2 separate regions of the Ovis aries genome follow, and region 2 is linked to region 1. A link is a contact called in public Hi-C data. All regions are on one chromosome and are shown on one strand. The core of a region is the stretch at or near the end of the contact, and the rest is flanking DNA. Distances in the headings are between cores, read along the strand shown.

Region 1 (7,239 bases), core at 2,538-5,037:
TGACTTAGCACAGCACAGCACAGCACAGCCCAGGAGCCAAGAATGATTTTTACATTTTAAATCCTCAGCTCTGTATATAATATCCTTTGAGTTGCCTCTTTGGCTGCAAAGTCTGAAATATTTACAGTCTGGTGTTTAGGGTAAAGATTGCCTCCCCTGGTCAAGGGAGACTGGCACTAGGTAGAGAGATGGTTAGGAGATGGATCCACAGGGCGGGATTTAAAGGCTGGTAGGAGAGTGATGGCCTCCAGTGGGGGAATAAGCACCATACATATGGTGAACAGCTGGTTCATACTGGACATGGAGCAGGCCCTACGGTGGAAGGGCCAAGAGATGACTGGAGTACTTAACTAGGACCAGTCACAGTGGACTCAGGGCCCAGAAACAATGGGTTTCTTGTTTACTCTGTTTCCTTCTCTTAACAATTAGCATCTCATATAGGAAGGTAAGATCCTTTCAAACAGTTTGTCTTGTTCTCAGCTGCATTTCCAGCTCCTAAAAGAGTTGAAGTCAATGAATATTTGTTGAATGAGTGAATGCTGGGAGTACAACGTAGCCCAAATAGCAGAACTGAATGCCAAATCTCATCCTACTAACTTTTTGTGTGACCTAACCAATCTACATACCCTCTCTGGGCCTCTGTAAAGTGGGCTTTTACATTTTTCCCCTTGTTGTAATAAGGTGAAAAAAGTCTTTCCCTGTCCTCAGAAATTGAAAAGACTCCCTGGTTAGGATTTTTCCTGCTGACAGTAAAGAGTGAGCCCAGGTGAGGGGGATGGTGGGGTGTAGAAAGATCTTTAGATCAAATGGAAATACCCTGCATATGGGTTTTTTTCCTAACATTTATTTTCTCAGTACAAAACTAATAATTTTACTGTGACACACTGAAACAAAATGTGTATCCTAAAAGTAAAAGACTTCCTCAAATACTACCCTCCAGGGAGTCACTATTAACAACAAGGTTTTACCCTCTAGAGCTGGTTTTCTGAAAATGGGAGTGGCCCACACAGACTTCAGATTTTGCTCAAGGGCAACGACCTAGCTGGGGTTTTATTGCTTTCTTCACATTGTAGTGACAAATAAATAAATAAATGAAATTAAATAAAACCTAAGTCAAAATCCTGGACATCTTGTCCCCACTGGCATCCTGTATCCTTCCTCCAGATTTGTGGGAGTCAGCTTGAGAAGGCCAGGATTTTCTGCCAGTTCACAGTTGTCCCACCAGCACCTGACTCATTGCAGGAGCTCTGTGTAAAGTGAGCATCTGTGAGCTTCAACCTACTTTGTCTGGCTTATGAATTTTACTACTATTTAAATTGAGTCAAACGTCCCCTCTTCCTGGAAACCTACCTGGAATGACAGCCCAATCTACCCTACTTTCAGATGGAACAGAAGTGGAAACTAACCTTCTTCAAGAGTTTGAATGTATGGGATTGAGTGGAGTCAATGAGTTGAAGAGGGAACATTATTCCCTGGGAATGAGGTTCCATTGGCATTAGATTAATGACAGCCCCATAGAACTCCCCAACTCTGAGGTGAAGCTGGGACTAACCTGTGGTAGGGACTGAGAATCAAAGATCAGAGGGGAATTCCTCACTGGGCCCAGCCCTGGTAATGCTGTACAGGCAGATGTGTTAGCCTCTACCTCCCTCCTTTTGCAGGAGAGGGAAGGGCAGGCATAGGAAACGTGAGCAAAAGCTAAGAGACAAAGAGCTCAGGGAGTTGTAGGAACACTGAGCAGCTTAGTGTGGCTGGATTATGGGGATGCATATGGGTGAGTGAAGCTGGAGCAGGAAGGGCCTCAAGTCAGTCATGGGGAGCTTGAAAGCCAGGATGAGCTCCTTGGTCTGTGCCTCAAAGTTATGAAAAAGCCATCGGAGAGCTTCATTAGAGGAGGGATCTGGTGGGATATATCTATGAAAGATGGGCTGAGGGTGTACTGAAAGAGGGCTGGGCAAAGACAATGTCTCCCTTTTCTCTGTGGTCCTGAAGGCTCATTTAATCGCTTCTCCATCAGGCCTTTATTGAGCCCTTGGTAAATACAAATTACTTAACAGGACAGAGAGGGAGGTGGAAGGGATAAGATTGGAGTGAATAAGCAGCCTGGTACAGTGGGAGAAAGTTTATAGTTAAGTCTGTCTTCAAATTCAGGTTCCCAGTGTGACACTGGAAAGGCTACATTCCTTTTTCCTTGAAGGCAGGGAAGGTTGACTCCTTCCTCCTGGGATGAGGGCTGGACAGGACAGTGCTGCTAGTGCTGGACATATGGGGAGAGCTTTTTCCTTCATTCCTGTGACTACTGACAGCTCCTGCTTCCCTCCCCAGCCTTTCTCTGCCTTGTGGTCTTCATAGGCCTCCTGTTCACAAGATTCTGGTTCTTCAGTATCCTGTATGCGATCTGGTTATACTCGGACCAAAATAAGCCATGGCAGGGGGGCAGGCACAGTGAGATCGTAAGGCACTGGGTCATATGGAAGCACATGAAGGACTATTTCCCCGTCTCGGTGAGTAACGGGGTGGCTGGGGAGTGGCTAAGCCTGTAGTGCCCCACGTGTCCGTGGGGAAGTGTGGCCCTGTGTGCAGTGAGCAGAATACCAGGCTAGGAGGAAGGAGCTGGGCTTCCACCACTATGCAGCATGGGGAGGAGTCAGCTTCTGTCTGGCGGTGGTTTTCCACCTGCAGAGATGTGGGGCCACTATGAGGACTGATGAATGAACAGGATTTGAAGGAGCTCTGTGGACTATATATGGTAGCACACATGTATGTCTTATAGGTGTAAACTGCTCAGCAGACACGCTTGGGTTTGCAGGTATAAAGTCATGTCCTTAGAGAACATCTAGCCCCACACCTCTTCAAATAAAAAGATTGATACCCAGTGAGAAAGAAAGGCATGACCAAGGCCACACAAGTCCTTTTACTGGTTTCAAAGTTTGTGCATTAACTTTGGGTAAAGAAGCTAGGCAGAGAGCCCTAAACTGGTTCTCTGGATCTATTCTGCCCCAAATTTCGGTATGCTGTATGTCCTTGGACAGAGCCTTGCTCAATCAGTTCCTCAGTTTCCCCATGTATCCAGTAAACATACTGCTTCCTTCTGCTCTGAGTGCCTCTGACTGACTCTCTGACCTAAGGTCACTGTGGATACCTCACCATGGGCTCAAAGTTCAGTCCTGATTGAGGAAGACATTGCTCTAAGTAAACTGAGCCTTCTACTTCTTTCCTGTATCACAAAAAGACTAAATCTTTGGGTGTAAGTCCTGGGAAGGGATGATTTACTGTCCAGATAGGGTGGGAAAGGCAGGAGAGACACAGAAAGGTGCCAGGAAGAGGCAGGTGGCCCTCCTCTGGAAACAGAAGAGAAGAAATGGATAGAGTGTGACCTGTGGAGCTGGGCAGGATAGGTTCTAATACCAGATCTGCAACATACCAGATCTTGGGTGAGCTAGTCTCATTGAACCTTGATTTCTTCACATGTAAAGCAGAAATTATGCCACATTCATTATTGGGTTGTGAGGATTTCATGAAATATCAGATCATCCTTGGGCCTCCAAGAATAGCATGTGGCTCTCTTTGCAACCAAAACTCTTGTCAGTTGAATGTCTGCCAGGAAAATGGTACTGAGGGGCTCTGTGACACTCATGCTCTTCACCCAAACAGGTAACCCCAGGGGAGGTTTTCTCAAAGTCACTATTAAGACGGATGGGACACTGGACTTGATTTGCAGAAATTTCATGTGTATAGCATTCAGGAGTCTTGCCCACTGCAGGCCTGCAGAGGGCAGGCAGTACCTATGAGTGGACGCAGAGGGCAGGATGATATGCCCAGTAACTTGCCTGTCTTGGGCTGGGAGCCTGCAGAGATAGCTCAGTGGCCTCACGTTCTGGACTCCAGCACCTCCCAGGAGATCCTCCAACTCTTCTACACACTTTCACTGTGCAGGCCCTGCAGGAATCATGGGCTAGCCCATAAGTGGGAGTCCGTGCTCTACTGGAGCTCTCCCACATTGACAAGCCTCTAGCACTCCCTGCCAAATGCTTGTGGATTCCTGAACTTTAAACAGTTCCTGCTGTGATTTTTATAAACTAGAGTTTAGTGGTGGAATTTCAAGCAAAATGAGGAAATGGTTTCTGGGTCTTGGAGCTTTCTAAACATAAGTGATAGGCTTCCTCAAGAATTAACAGTAGAGAATCAGGCAATGTTTCCCCCAGGACAAGGTGCCTCCACCTCATCCTGAAGATCAGTCCAGGAGCTGGGTTTCTATGTGAGGATTTCATTATCCTGGAGCAGCAGTGTCTACACAGGCCAAGGCCTGAGCAAGGGTGCAATTCTGTGAGCAGGCTGTGACCTGGTGTCAGGAAGTGCTGCAGACTTGGCAGGACACCTTCTTGACCCCTCCCTACCCAGACCTGCGGGCATCACTAGGGACTTCGTGCCCCTTTTCCCACCCCCACTTCCTAGCACACTGGGGTCTCTTAGACTGAGTCACAGGAACTCAGGGGTCAGCCCTGTTCCAGGACAGAACTCCAGCTGCCCCAGTCTTTGGAGAGATGCTCACTCCCTCCTGCAATGGCTCCTTCATTCTGGGTAGACTCTGTCTGGGATAAGGTTTCCCTTCACGTAGGACAGGGGCTTGTGTCCCTGTCACCCTCCCAGGAGTCCTTGGGCAGGGGGCCTTCCTTCCCTGGTGGGTCCATTCATGGGTCCATTCTCTTCCTTTCATTCCAGAGTCTCCAAGAGCGTCTCCTCTGCTCCAGGTCTGCAGTGGGGACAAGGATCCTCAGATAGGCCGTCTCTAATCTCAGCACATTCACGTGGGGTGTGATAGAACTTGGGCACAGGGGAGACATAGAAGAGGTCAGCCCAGAAAGTCAGCAGGTGGACCAGTGAGGGCACGAGGTACAGCCCCAATTCACCAGGTTTCTGTCCCCACAGCTAGTCAAGACTGCTGAATTGGACCCCTCCCGGAACTACCTCGCTGGCTTCCACCCTCATGGAGTCCTGTCGATAGGAGTTTTTACCAACCTGTGCTCAGAGAGCACGGGCTTCTTCTCAGTTTTCCCTGGGATCCAGCCACATGTGACAACGATAAACATATTTTTCTGGATCCCATTCTTCAGGGATTACATCATGAAAGGGGGTAAGCCTTCCCAGAACTGGAAAGCCCAGGAAAATGAGGGCTGCAGGCATGGAGGAGGGATTTCAGGGAGGGCTTCTAAAAATTCTGTAATTCCTCCAAGAACATGTGTAGTAGAGAAGGAGGCTAGACCCAAGGAAGCACTTCCCACAGCTCTGTTCCCAGCAATGAGCTTGGTGAGGGGTTGGGAAGAAGGGAATGACTCAATCCCAGTCCTCAGGGAACTCCCAGCTGTAGGGGGAGGGTGAGTAGGGACCTACCGCATCCCCCCTATGGCCCCTGTCCCCTTCACCCCATAGCTAACCACATGACTCTCCCCAGGGCTGGTCCCAGTTGACAAAAAGAGTGTTGCTCACATTCTGAGCAGGAAAGGAAGCGGCAACCTAGTGGTCATCACTGTTGGGGGCATCAAGGAGGCACTGAAGACGAGGCCTGGAGCCAACAAGCTGGTGCTACGGAACCGCAAGGGCTTCGTCAGGCTCGCCCTGATGCACGGGTACTGGGGAGAGGGCTCTGGGTTCAGCTGAAGATTGGCAAGTATCATGTTTTGGTGGGAAGACAGCAGAGATCAAGACAGGTCCTATTTTAGCAAAAGATGTTCAGTCCATTCATAGAGAGGATAACTTAGCAAGATATTTACTGTCTCATGTCCAAATACCCAGAGAAGATTCTAGAAGGGAGACGAGTTGATCAAAAGGACTAGGTGTGATGGGTCATACTGCCCAAAGTTGGCATTATATCTGAGACCTAGGGGATCTGAGAGAGTGGAGTTTGGGGCACAGCTTAGAGCAGTTATCCAACCTTGAAGCACCTCTGAAGAACACAAGCTAGCTGGGGCAGAAGAGATTTTCCCAGAAACTTTGCAGATGTTTGATGTTTGGGAGGACTCTACAACATTCTGATCTCCTTGTCATGGTGCAACTGGGAAGTGGTGATCCTAAGAGGAGCTGGGACCTACCCACTATCTCAAAGCAAAGCTGTAGCACAACTGGGAGTTACCCAAGGCCACCTACTTCCAGCCCAGGGCTTTGTTCTCTGCTGTAATTTTTGTCACAAGCTTCCTGCTAGGTGACCAGTTTGAATCTTCTTGCTCCTCCACATGCCCTCTCTCCTGTCTCCTTCCAGAGCAGATCTAGTGCCGATCTTCTCCTTTGGGGACAATGACTTATTTGTCCACCCTAAGAAATCTCCTGGCTTTTGGTGGAAATGGTTCATTGATCAACTGTACAAGAAGACAGGTGTTGCCCTCCCGCTTTTCTATGGCCGTGGAGTCTTCCAGTACAGTTTTGGTTTTATCCCCTACCGCCGACCCATCACCACCGTGGGTGAGCCTAGACCTGGGCTGGGATAGGGAGGTGGGGGGAAGGCTACAAGGCAAGAAGCCTGGGCTCTGCACTGCAAGAGGACATGGACTTGGGTTGGACACATCCTTGACCAAGTGGAGCTCATGTTCTAGAGGGTGAAATAGAGACACAGGCAAATAACCCTGATAAAAGGCAGTCTGGGACAAGAACTGTACCTGAGGTACAAAGAACCATAGCCACTACAGATTACCAAGCACCCACTGTGTGGCAAGCACTGCAATGGCTCATTACAGTTCACTTTTCCGGGTGACCTTGGAGGTAGACTCTCATCCTTATTTTATTGATGGCAAACTGAGACTCAGAGAAGGTAAATCACTACAAACATATCCTCATGCCCTTGAGTAACAACACTGAGGCTTGAATCAGGATCTACTTGACTTTTATGATGCCAGAGAAGGAGGGTTTAATTCTGACCAGACAATCCCATAAGACTTTTGGAGGAGGTGAATACAAGGGAAGGGCATTCCAGGTCTGTTAGAATTGTGTATAAAGTAGCAAGCAGCAGGCTATAAAGGAGAGCCTGAGGGATTTCCCTGTAAATAATGGGCATGGGCTTTAGTGCATGGACTTAGCACCATCTTTTCTGCTATATGATCATCTCATTTGCTTTTGTCTTGAATTCCAACTAGGTTCCAATGGCAAAGCTTATAGAGAGAGGTCTGTTCATCTCCACTTACCCAATTATTTCTTAGTTGAGTACAGACTTGGCCAAGTCTCTACACCATGACTTTTCCTGGGTTGTCT
Region 2 (7,239 bases), core at 2,308-4,807, 140 kb after region 1:
TGGATATATCTGTTGGTTGAATATTTGTATGCATTTCTGTTGTGTATATGTCTAGAAGTGGGCTTGCTGGGAATATGCATATTACAAGCTTTAGTACATATTGCTAAATAGTTGTTATTTGTTTATATTCTCATTAGCAGTCTGAATGTTCTTTCTGGTTATTCCACATTATTATGAATACTTGATATTTTTATAATGTGTTGAATTTAAATTATTGCTAGATATTATATATAGGATTGTTTCAACTTAAATCAAGAGATTCTTAACTGACAGACTAAGCACATGTAGTGTCAGTAGTGTCAATAGCTTAAAAGAATTGATATTAAGAACAACTATATACTGCTATGTATTCTGATGAGGTCCCTGTATAGCACAGGGACCTCAGTGTTCTGTGGTGACCTAAATGGGAAGGAAATCCAAAACATAGGGGATATATGTATGTGTATAACTTATTTACTTTGCTGTACAACAGAAAGTAACACAGCATTGTAAAGTAACTATACTACAATAAAAAAAAAACACACACAAAAAGACATCTATTGTTAAGGTTGTGCGTGTAGATAGTGACACCTGATGATGCTTTTGAACTGTGGTGTTGGAGAAGACTCCTGAGAGTCCCATGGACTGCAAGGAGATCGAACCAGTCCATTCTAAAGGAGATCAGTCCTGGGTGTTCTTTGGAAGAACTGATGCTAAAGCTGAAACTCCAGTACTTTGGCCACCTCATGCGAAGAGTTGACTTGTAGGAAAAGTCTCTGATGCTGGGAGGGATTGGGGAAAGGAGGAAAAGGGGACGACAGAGGATGAGATGGCTGGATGGCATCACCGACTCGATGGACGTGAGTTTGAGTGAACTCTGGGAGTTGGTGATGGACAGGGAGGCCTGGCATGCTGCGATTCATGGGGTCGAAAAGAGTTAGACACGATTGAGCGACTGAACTGAACTGAACTGAAGACTGCCATCTAGTGGTCAACAAGTACAGGACCTTACTGATTTTAACATTTCTAAAGTCAGAATTTATCTTACAATGGAAGAAAAATGTTACAATGGAAGATGAAAGAAAAATCTTACAATGAAGAAAAGAATGAAAAAGTTGGCTTAAAACTCAACATTCAGAAGATTAAGATCATGGTATCTGGTCCCATCACTTCATGGCAAATAGATGGGGAAACAGTGGAAACAGTGAGAGACTATTTTTTGTACTCCAAAATCACTGCAGATAGTGACTGCAGCCATGAAATTAAAAGATGCTTGCTCCTTGGAAGAAAAATCATGACCAACCTAGACAGCTTATTAAAAAGCAGAGACATTACTTAGCCAACAAAGGTCTGTCTAGTGAAAGCTATGGTTTTACCAGTAGTCATGAAAGGATGTGAGAGTTGGACTGAAGAAAGCTGAGCATCGAAGAATTGATGCTTTTAACTGTGGTGCTGGAGAAGACTCTTGAGAGTCCCTGGGACTGTGAGGAGATCCAACCAGTCCATCCTAAAGGAGATCAGCCCTGGGTGTTCATTGGAAGGACTGATGCTGAAGCTGAAACTTCAATACTTTGGCCACCTAATGCGAAGAACTGACTCATTTGAAAAGACCCTGATGCTGGGAAAGATTGAAGGCGGGAGGAGAAGGGAACAACAGAGGATGAGCTGGTTGGATGGCATCACTGACTCAATGGACGTGAGTTTGAGTAAACTCTAGGAGTTGGTGCTGGACAGGGAGGCCTGGCGTGCTGCAGTTCATGGGGTCACAAAGAGTCGGACATGACTGAGTGACTGAACTGAAAGTCAGAATTTATTTTACAGTGGAAGAAAAATACTTGTTAGAATTGATGATAAATTGGAATGTGTTTGTGTGTTGTGAAGTCACTCAGTCGTCTCCGACTCTTTGCAACCCCATGGATTGTACCCTACCAGGTTCCTCCGTCCATGGGATTTTCCAGGTAAGAGTCCTGGAGTGGGTTGCCATTTCCTTCTCCAGGAGATCTTCCCGACCCAGGGATTGAACCCGAGTCTCCTGTGTTGTAGGCAGACACTTTACCATCTGAGCCATCAGGGAAGTCCGTAAATTGGAACTTGTTAGATGCAATAAATATAATTGAGTAAAATAAAGCAGTGTAGTGAAGTATCTGGCAGGGGTAGTGGCTGAATTTCTGTGGTAGTCACATGAAAGGTCTCATTTGAGCAGATAGCTGAAAAAAATGAGGGAACATGCCATGTATCAGAGGATGAGATGGTTAGATAGCATCACCGAGTCAATGAACATGAACTTGAGCAGACTCCAGGAGATAGTGGTAGACAGGGAACGGGGGCGTGCTGCGGTTCATGGCGTGGCGAAGAGTCAGAGACGATTTAGTGACTGAACAACAGCGACGCTGTATCTAAGAGGGGAAGACTGTTCCAGGCCAAGAAGTAGGAAACCACAAGGCGTGTTCTTGAGGTTTTCAAGGAATGGCTAAGAAGTTAGTGTGGCCGGAGTGGAGTGAGTGGTTTGAGATTTTGACAAGCGTGACGGAGACAGGGAGAAAGAATCAGGACAGCAGAGGAAATGACCTGGAGAGATAGCAGATAGTAGTCAAGGGGTGGATGGCATGGGAACGAGTTTTTGAGAGGTAACACATGAGGGCAGCTAGTGAACAAGGACCCCCAGCTTATTCATTTTTCTATTTTCTAATGTCCCTAGCACAGTGAAGTCCAGCGTCCATTGCATTAACTAGAATAATCCACTGTTGACAGGCTAGATGGTGGAGCTGTGTCTCCAAGTTATATGTCAGAGTCCTGATTTCTTCTCAGATATATTTAGCATTGAACAGTTAGTAGTGAATGTATAATTCAGCTTTCTTATCTCAGGGTTCAGCTAACCATACCCTCCAGACTCGTTATTTGTTGATTTTTGGTTCAGGGGGAAATTAATATTCTTAACATTATTAAAGGGCCATTGGTTAATTAAAAACTAAAATAATTGAAGTGGTAAGAATGGAAGTAACTAAATTCTCTAAATTGGGTTTTGTACATACATAAAAGTAGAGGCGAATTGGTTAATGAACCCACATGAAAGTGAAAGTCACTCAGTCGTGTCCAACTCTTTGAGACCCCATGGACTATACAGTCCATGGAATTCTCCAGACCAGAATACTGGAGTGGGTAGCCTTTCCCTTCTCCAGGGGATCTTCCCAACCCAAGGATCAAAGCCAGGTCTTCCACATCGCGGGCGGATTCTTTACCAGCTGAGCCACAAGGGAAGTCTGAGAATACTGGAATGGGTAGCCTATCCCTTCACCAGCGGATCTGCCTGACCCAGGAATTGAACCGGGGTCTCCTGCATTGCAGGCGGATTCTCTACCAACTGAAGCTATCAGGGAAGCCCAGTGAACCCATGTGCACCATCTTTAATAATTATCAAGTTAATTATTGCGTATTTTATTTTTTACGAAAAAGTTTTTCTTTTTTATTAAGAAAATTAAAAATCTTATGGTGGCAGGATAGCTAGTTCCTGTGTGTTTGGAAACCCGTCTCTTTCACAGCATTGTGCTGCCCCCCTTACATCACACTCCCTTCTGCTGGTTAGATGTCTCTTAGAGGTCTAACAGAGGTCAGTGATAGGCCTTATAACTGAATAAACAAAGTTCTAGAGCATGTGCTTTTAGGGAAAGCATGTGACAGAGTTATCAGAACCAAAACTTCTGTTTGAATTGAGAGTGCCTGAGATATTTTTAAATCTTTGGGAAAAAATTGACTGGACAATAGAAATATTTTTTATGAGTTACTGGCCTGAGGGGTTGTCACAGAAGTGTATGTTCTAATTGAACTGAGTTAACATTTCATTTTTGTGTGTGAGAGAGAGAGAGAGAGAGAGAGAGAGAGAGAAGGGAGTTGGATCCTCTTGCTTAGCCATCTTATACTACTTTGTGTTAGACTCCATCATCATGCAGTTGTAAGACCAGGGAAGAACAGGCTTCTTTGGGAACATGTAGGAATGTCATTTATCTTAGTTTGGTGAGGGGGGTCAGGAGAGGCCTCTTACAATAAGGGATTCCTAAGTTGAGACATGAAGGATGAATAAAGGTGAATGAGACAAAGGAGAGAGAGTTTTGGGCTGGGTAATAATTACTGCTTATGAATTTAGTATGCCATTCCTGAGAGTTATCTTGTATGTTTTGGGGAAGTTGGAGCAGCTTTTATGAATTCTTAGTTGTGTTTCTTGTGACTGTAATTTGTTTTTGAGTGATAAAATAGTGACATCTTGTTTGTGTTTTGAAACCTTTCTGTATATGTGTTCCTTTAATAAATATCAGTTGGACAGTGTTTTAGAGAAATTGCCCAGGTAATAAATAATAATTTTAGATTCTCCTGGAGGTGAATTTTTCAAAGCTATAAATATCCTAATATTCTGCCACTGTACTTTCAGTGAATAAGATATAGGTCCCTAAATGATGTTAGTACTTGAATAATTTGTTCCATCTAGACATGGGCTTATATGTATAGGTTAAATGTAGAAAATCATCTAGATCTTTACAATGACATTATTAGGCAGTGGAGTCTTTAATATGTGGCAGACCATATCTGTATCTGAGTGGACCAGCTCAGAAATGATTGGTTGTTGCCTGGCAGCTATTCTATAAAATTATAAAGGAAGGTCATTGTAATGAGAAGATTGACAGTAGTTCTATATTAATGTTCTTTTGGTTTAAAATGTTGATTCAGGCCATCTATTCAGCCACAGAAACAACTTCAAAAGACTACTGTCTTTTCCAAAGACTTTTAATTAGTTTTGGAATAAAGTATTCTTTGTGCCCATCATCCCACCCCTTAAATGTGGTCCTTCATATTTAAGGGCCATACATTCACGAGGTCTTTTTTTTTTTTTTTTTCCCATTTTGGAAAGGGGTGTTTATTTCATTCTTTTTCTGCTGAGAATTTGAAATTACACTATTTCATATTCCAGAGCACATGGAGTTTAGTTGAGAGATGACCTTACACATAGGGGAGTAAATGGCTGTCTTTTCAGGTGGTTAATCCTCCAACTCCTGTCTTCAGGCTTTAGGACCCAAAATGACATCAGGAAGAGATAGCTTTGTTTTTATCTCTGTAGGTACCTCCTTGTAAGATGCAGTACCTACTAAAGCTGAAAACATCTATGATTCAGCACCTAGTTCACTCTTATGTAGATACCTAACAGAAACAGACACATACTTGCCAAAGGACACATAAATACAGAATTGATAAATAATTTGTATGAATCTCACTAATATGCTAAGCAAAAGAGCATATGCCATATAAAAGTTCAGTAGCAAGCAGGTATTTTTTCCATTATTGAATGGAAGATGCTGTATTTTTTCCATTATTGAACCTTTGAAAATTTTTGTCTTATTAGTTTGTATTGCGATACAGCACACATTCCAGTAAAGGGCATAGCTTGGTGACTTTTCACAGGGAACTGCTGCTGCTGCTGCTAAGTCACTTCAGTCATGTCCGACTCTGTGTGACCCCATAGACGGCAGCCCACCAGGCTCCCCCCTCCCTGGGATTCTCCAGGCAAGAACACTGGAGTGGGTTGCCATTTCCTTCTCCACTGCATGAAAGTGGAAAGTGAAAGTGAAGTCGCCTAGTCGTGTCCGACTCTTTGCGACCCCATGGACTGCAGCCCACCAGGCTCCCCCTGTCCGTGGGATTTTTCCAGGCAAGAGTACTGGAGTGGGTGCCATTGCCATGTAACCAGATTAAGAACAACAGCATTATTTTGTGTTCTCCCTCTAGTTACTACTTCCTTCCAAAGACCACCACTATCCTGACTTCTAGGTTAGTCCTGCTTGCTACTGAACTTTTATATGGCCCATACCCTTTTGCTTGGCATATTAGTGAGATTCATACAAATTATTTATTAATTCTGTATGTACGTGTCCTTCGGCAAGTATGTGTCCCTGTTAGGTATCTACGTAAGAGTGGAACTAAATGCTGAATCATAGGTGTTTTCAGCTTTAGTAGGTACTGCCAGATAGCTTTCCAAAGTCGCTTGTACCTGTTACATCCATACCAGCAGTGTGAAGTTTTTAGTTGCTCCACATTCTTGCCCAAACTTGTTATTGTTTTGACAATTTGAGCCATTCTGGTGGGCTAGTGGTATTATATTGTGGTTTTAATTTACATTTCCTCATGTATTATTCTAATTGATCACCTTTTCTAGTGTTTATTGGTCATCTTGACATTCTTTTTCCTCAGTTTATATTTTTATGAAGTGCCTGCTCTGCAGAAACAGTGCCAGTTAGTGTCAATTAAAAATAAACACATTCTGTGCAAGAATTTGGATTTTTTTAAAAAAATATGTTTATGAGATCTATTCTTAGACTATCTATTTGATAGTTTAAGTAGTCTTTTCTTCACGTTTCCTGTTTTTGATTATCTCGAGTTTTGTGCAGTTGGTTTGTTGAATTCTACTGTATTCTGTGGTTTCACTCGTGCCTGTGAGTATGTCGCCCTTTTGTTGTTTGAGCTCAATGTGGAGGACTTCTCGTAGACCTGAGTGACACCTGGGTCTGGGCTTTGGATTATGTTCTTGTCTCCCTTTAAGACTACCCAAACCAACGCTTCAAGTTTATATACGTTGGCAAATTCCTTTAAGGGAAATGTCCTCTAGATTTACATTTATTTCTTTGAGTTCTAGCTTTCCTTTTTGGCTTGGAAAATCTTTAGTGATGATGGTGGTTATATTTTAGCCAACATTTTTAATTGGTTTCAGAGGGAGGACCATCTAGCTTGCCATTATCAAAAATGGATGGTTGCCTTCCATTCATTCCTTGGGTCATGTGTGAAATCTGATCTTGCTATTTCATAGTAACTCATCTGTTTTACTCAAAATATTTTTGTCTTTCTTTATTGCCTATATTTTCAATAAATTTATCTAAGCATAAACTTTGGCTTCTTAAATAATTGACTACCTTCAAAGAAGGAAATGGCAACCCATTCCAGAATTCTTGCCTGGAGAATCCTATGGACAGAGGAGCCTGGTGGGCTACCGTCCACAGGGTCACAAAGAGTTGGACACGACTGAGTGACTTCATCTTCACTTTCACCTTCAAAGAAGAGTTTACTGGTATCAAATACTTCAGTGTATATTTCCTACAAACAAGGACATCTTATATAATTACATTAAAATTACTAAAATCAGGAAAGTATAACATTGACACAGTGCAGTTAAGCACAATCCTTCATCCTCTACCCCTCAGGTATAGTTGACAAAAATTGTGT

The links. Hi-C and Micro-C count contacts between places; a contact is called where the count stands out from the background.
Region 2: a Hi-C map of liver shows a contact between it and region 1, with 9 times the contacts expected there. The contact joins two enhancer-like sites. A contact is called at or near these places in 4 of 16 Hi-C or Micro-C datasets (blood, liver, mixed tissues and 1 more).

What each region holds. Positions count from the first base shown.
Region 1 is chr15:53,897,649-53,904,887 of ARS-UI_Ramb_v3.0, forward strand. It overlaps LOC101110266 (2-acylglycerol O-acyltransferase 2-like), which reads left to right. Exons shown (of 6, transcript XM_004016332.5): 2 at 2,326-2,504; 3 at 4,930-5,134; 4 at 5,453-5,627; 5 at 6,257-6,456. Among named protein-coding and RNA genes, the nearest start is that of UBE2G1, 23 kb to the right of the region's middle. Within about 2 kb of position 3,788, at least 4 of the 54 cell types and tissues checked have an H3K27ac peak or open chromatin away from gene starts, as enhancers often do. A contact at or near this core is called in liver, where this site is marked.
Region 2 is chr15:54,042,399-54,049,637 of ARS-UI_Ramb_v3.0, forward strand. All of the region lies in intron 2 of UVRAG (UV radiation resistance associated), which reads left to right. Among named protein-coding and RNA genes, the nearest start is that of UVRAG, 48 kb to the left of the region's middle. Within about 2 kb of position 3,558, at least 2 of the 54 cell types and tissues checked have an H3K27ac peak or open chromatin away from gene starts, as enhancers often do. A contact at or near this core is called in liver, where this site is marked.